Linked DNA regions of Hordeum vulgare: region 1 is linked to region 2. A link is a contact called in public Hi-C data. All regions are on one chromosome and are shown on one strand. Each heading gives the region's core, a stretch centred on a gene start, on an enhancer-like site or on the middle of the called end of the contact. The rest is flanking DNA. Distances are from core to core; before and after follow the strand shown. Region 1 holds the start of LOC123443901 (protein SEH1). Region 2 holds the start of LOC123443900 (GDSL esterase/lipase At1g28600-like).

What was found. A called contact is a pair of places that touch in the nucleus more often than the background predicts.
Region 1: a Hi-C map of seedling shows a contact between it and region 2, with 2.8 times the contacts expected there. The contact joins the promoter of LOC123443901 here to the promoter of LOC123443900 in region 2. A contact is called at or near these places in 3 of 6 Hi-C or Micro-C datasets (leaf and seedling).

The regions. Positions count from the first base shown.
Region 1 is chr3H:375,243,224-375,245,923 of MorexV3_pseudomolecules_assembly, reverse strand. LOC123443901 (protein SEH1) reads left to right here and starts at 1,397. Exons shown (of 8, transcript XM_045120451.1): 1 at 1,397-1,680; 2 at 2,209-2,320. The coding sequence starts at 1,537.
Region 2 is chr3H:375,047,948-375,050,647 of MorexV3_pseudomolecules_assembly, reverse strand. LOC123443900 (GDSL esterase/lipase At1g28600-like) reads left to right here and starts at 1,343. Exons shown (of 5, transcript XM_045120450.1): 1 at 1,343-1,689; 2 at 1,780-2,004. The coding sequence starts at 1,434.

The sequences.
Region 1 (2,700 bases), core at 148-2,647, 200 kb before region 2:
GCTCAAAGCATGGGGACCAGTTGCATAGTGAGGGAAGATGATACCTAAGTTGTCCATCAAGGGACTTAATTTGCCTACAATCTCAAAAACAAATTGCGGGATCTAAAATGTCTTTCATGATTCCAAATTTCAAAGCTATGTGGGCATGGGTGGTTTCCTTGTGCTTTCCTTTTGAGGGTGTACCCTCGTAATACTACTAAGCACGTATGTTGGCTAGCCAGGTCATGGGTGTTGATTAGTTGCATAAGTGGGGGCAGATGAGAAGTTGCGTGTGGGTGATGAGAAGTTCATAGGGGTGGATCACACAGTTGCCCACAAACATACACAAGTTGTTCATAATTTTTGCACAAGTTCCCCTTGAAAATCATTGAAACCTCTAGATATAGTAATGGAAAACACACTCGAGTTACTTGTTAAATGCACTGGAGTTGTACAAAAACACCCTAAAAGTTGCTAACGATTTCTATGTGATACTCGAGTGCATAACGATCTCAAAGTCATTGTCCTTGTTTTTGCCTCCAATAACCCCATCAATGATGAACTTGAACTTCTCCATATGTGGTTGCTTTTGTCTAGATACCAAGTTAGAGTGAGAGTACACATGAGTTAGCTTGTGATAAGAAACTTCAAAATATTCTATGCAATTAATTTGTAAAATTAGACAACTGAGCAATAATAATAGGTAACTAATTACCAATAAAACACAACTGGGTATCAACGGTAGGCCAATTTTTATAGTATTGTAGGCAATTGGGCATTAGTGGTAGGCAACTCAGCAATCACGATAGGCAAATTGAGATAATGTTAGCAAAATTCATTGATACGCGTAGTGCAATGAAGTCGCTTATATGTAGCACCAAATGCGCCTCATATTTTGCATGATTTTTTCAACAAACCAACCTAATACGCAGACCTACTAGGCAAAAAATGAAGTCACTTTCTTTTAGCACTAAAGTTGCCTCCATCGCATCCAAAGTTGCCTTAAAAAAGTTTGACGAAACCTATTGATATGAGATCTAGTTTTAATGAATTCGTTACGAGAAACCCACCTGTGAAAACGAAACTGAATTTTGAGACTTAAATCAAAAGTTATAGTTTCTTAAACTTTTGAGCCACCAGATAAATGCACGTATGGACAAGATTCTTTTATATGGACTTTGTAATGCGTTGACAAGTCCTTCCATATTAAGAGGAGCGCTTGATCCCATCGCGCTCTAGCGCCCGCTAGCCACGTCCTAGGTTGAAAACGTCTTTCATTATTTTTTTAGAATTGGAAAAGTCTTTCATTGTTGTTTTTAGAATTTGAAAACGTCTTTTCATGGGCCTTCATTTCGGTGTCACCACGACTTCCCAGTCCCCTAAAAAAAACACTGCTCCCAGCAAACAACTACGTCTACCTGGGCCGCCAGGCTTCCTCCCCGAACACAACAACCGGGTCCGCGCAAAACTCTGAGCAGGCGAACGCTCTGGCCGCCGCCGCCGACGACGACGACGAGGAGCACGACATCTATTCTCAGGTGAGGAAGGGAGGCGGGAATGGCGGATCAGAAGGTGGCTCAGTTGGGGCCTGGAGCTGCGTGCTGCGGCTGGAACCACTGCGGCCGGCGCCTAGCCGCCGGCGCCGTCGATGGGTCCGTTTCCGTCTACGATTCTCAGCCGTCTCCCTCCTCCAAGTGGCAGGTCAGTCTACCGCACCACCACCAGTCCACCACCTTAAAGACGGAAACCCTAAAACCTCATATGGCACCCACCCACCCAGCGTCTCGTTCTTTCGCGTCCACTCGGGTGGTTTAGTACTGACCAATTTCTCATGAGTTCGTCAAGATTTACTGCAAGTTTAGAGCCTTTTGCTAGCATTCGATTCTTCGTGCACAATACGTCAATCATGTGGCTCGTTGCGTAGGTCTACGGGTACCAAGTTATTGCTCTGGGATGCGGTAATTAGTTTGCGTGTGGATATTTCAGTAGGAGACTGCAGTGTTTCTGCATTCTTGATACACCAAACTGGTTGCACATGCTGTTGAATGGTTCTATTTGTAAAGATCAGTGTGCCGATGTGAAATTGGCACTTGCTAGAAATTATGCTCGAGATGGAGTACTATGGGTGTTGGAATAGCATATATATCTCTGAACCATTGTATCTTTCTTTTGGTGTTTCTTGTGTACTAAGTGAGACTTGTTTCGTAATGTTGTCGGTCTTGCGATCAGGCCCATGAGCATGCCGTAGTGGCTGTCGTCTGGCTTCCTCCGGACTACGGGGATGCTATAGCTTGTGTCTGTGCCGACGGTACGCTGTCTTTGTGGGAGGAGATTGCAGAAGGTCAGCTTTTCTTGTTCCATCTTATTCTATGTTTCTAACAATCTTGCACTTTCATGATGGAGATAGTTGTGCTGTAATTAGCTTTTGTACTGAGAAGTCTGAAAGGACTTATGCATTGATGAGAATGAATTTGGAGACCACTCACCAACCAATAATCATTGATCTTGATTTAGTTGCCTCTTCGTCTTCTTTACTAGCTCAATTTTCCCATGAAATATACATGGAGAATAGTACTTGGGCGGTCCGTTCAGTACTGACTACCAATTAGCACATGTAGTCAGTTTGTCTCTTGTCATGTCCAGTACTGACTACCAGTACATCTGAAGCACTTCAGTTAGTTTACCACTCTGTCATGTTCAGTACTGACTATTGAGTAGATC
Region 2 (2,700 bases), core at 94-2,593:
TTCACATCTCGTATCTTATATCCGACGCTCTATAATCATATTACACATGCACGTCAAAATAATTTACGTGATCAAATATCAAACAATAAAATCAGAAGCAAACGAGCACAAGATTTACGACAAACGGACATCCATCATCACCTAAAAGATCATCGAATTCGCAAGACATGGTTCATCATCACCAAAAAACTATATTAACAATGCGTAGGGAGGACTGGGCAGATCACCACTTCCTCGTCGGACCTTTGCCATTTGCCTTTTGGATCGCCGGCACAAATGTACATGTCCACAGCTGGCGGAAGGTCTTGATCGTTGGAGGATGAGCTACCGTTGTCGTTGTTGTCGGAGTCTTTGTTGGAGAGGACGATGAGGCCCTTCATCCGTTGGATCGCCCTGTCATGCTCCCGCTTCAACCGCGCCACTCGGTCCTTCTCCTCCGTTGCCTCCTTCACCTCGTGCTTCGACTGCTCAATAGCTAGCCGGAGCGCCTTCACATTCTTTCATCGGAGGTGCCGAGCGTCCGCCTCCGCCATCGTGATGGACTGGCGGTACACCCATGCGAGAACGTGTTCTTCCTCGTCGGGCTCCGCCGGCATCCAGCGGTGGCGGCACGCGGACTACTCCGCTTCCCCTCGTCTTAGTGCCTGCTGCCTCTCACGGTGGGCGGCGTATGCCTCCGATTCCGGAGTGCGCGTGCGGGCGCTGGCCGGCGATGCAGGCGCTGGCCGGCGATGCGGGCACTAGGACCCAACGCTGCCCACGTGGAGCAATGGCCGGTGGGAGGAGGACATCGTGTGGGGCCGATGCGGACTCTGCAGCCCTATCGGAGCTGCGCGCGGGACGGGAGGGTCCAGCTTCGGCATCCGTGCTCCGCTGTCTCGGGAGCGGCGGGGCTCCAAGGCGATGCGGAGGGCCAGTTTGTCGGAGTCGACGTCGGAGTCATCGGAGCGGCTGCCGGCACTCGACATTCTACTCGATGGGATCGGGTTCGAAGAGGTAGAGAAGGAGACGAAGGAAGAGAATGAGCTAGGGTTCGAAGCAAGGCGCCTGGAGTGGGTTTTTTTTAGACAATGGTGCAGTCGGTGATAGGTCAGGCCTATCAAGCAGTAGTGCGAGGGCCATCCTATATACGTACTATATTTAGGCTGGATACGGTCGGTCGGAAAAGGTCTGGTTAAATCTTTTTTGTAACCCATCACTGACGGATACGAGGGGTGCTCTAATCGCAAATCATTTGAGGCACACTGATAATTTTCAGCGCTGTCCGTGTCATCTGTGGGTGGCCTATCAAGATCACAGATGGCCCCGCGAAAGTGAGTTTGGTTGGTAAAAACGTCGCGTCCTCTTCTTTCCTTCTTTCCTTGCGCCCCCGTAGATCCATTCTCCTTCCACAACTCCTACATTTCCACGGGCCACGGGGAGAAAAAGAAGTTATGCCTTCCTCTGCCTCCGTGACGGTGATCATGGCGGCGGCGTTCCTGCTACTGGCGGCGGCGCAGGCGCGGGCGGATCCGGCGTGCTATCCGCGGGTGTTCAGCTTCGGAGACTCGCTGGCGGACACGGGAAACGTGCTCTACCTCTACGGCAACGACTCCTACGAGGCCGCGACCAGGCTGCCCTATGGCGAGACCTACTTCCACAAAGCCACCGGCCGATCCTCCAACGGCCGCCTCATCATCGACTTCATCGGTACGGCACGACCACACGGCTCGCTGGATCCATCAACCAGCCAGCTTGGTAGCAAGAGTATGCATACTAACTTGAAATCTGTGTGGGCAGCGGAGGCGCTGGGGCTGCCATTCGTGCCACCGTACCTGAGCGGGCGGAGCGCGGAGGACTTCGTCGGCGGGGCTAACTTCGCCGTGGCCGGCGCCACGGCGCTGAGCCCGGACTTCTTCTGGGAGAATGGAGTGCCCGCGTTTCGGGCAGACACGGTGCACCTTGACATGGAGATGGAGTGGTTCCGCGACCTCCTCGGCCTGCTCTGCCCCAACGACGTCGCTGGTATGCTAGTTCAACCCCCTTCTCTTTTCCGTTTTGACATGGACTTACAGGATCTTGATCCACCACTTACAAATTCGGCACTCAAACGGCCGTAAACGCACCCGATTAGCGACCGAACCTGTCCTGTGTTTGTCTGTCTGTACATTTACATTTTTTATTTTTATTTTCTTATATGTCCGATCATTTGCACATGATTGATGAAAAAAGAAATGGTCTAGGATGGGGTGGTGTCCTGTATGGCGGACCGAGACGCATTCGCGTCCGCAAACCTTCAAATTTTTTTTATATTTGAGATGAATATACAGGTTCGCGGACAGCCAGACGTATAGGGATAATATGAGGAGTCCGATTGGGTCACTTTTTTCTTCTCTCATGTGGGTTATATGAGTGGTCATTTGAGGGACCGGTCCGGTCACTAAGAGCATCTACGGTCGGACTCCTCAAATGACCCCTCAAACGCGTTAATTTTTTTTCTGCGTGCAATGAAAAACGGCAACATGGGTGTCGGCCAGCACGCGCTAAATCTCGCGTTGCGCTCTCAACCGCCCCATTCCTTTTTGCATTTTATCCCCACGCTTTGCCGCCGTCACACTTCCTTCCCGCGCTTCGCCGCGCCTTCTCCCCTGCCTTTCCCAGCACCTCGTCACTGTCGCGCCCGTCATGCCGTCGCGCCCCTGGAGCAGCTCGGGCTACCGC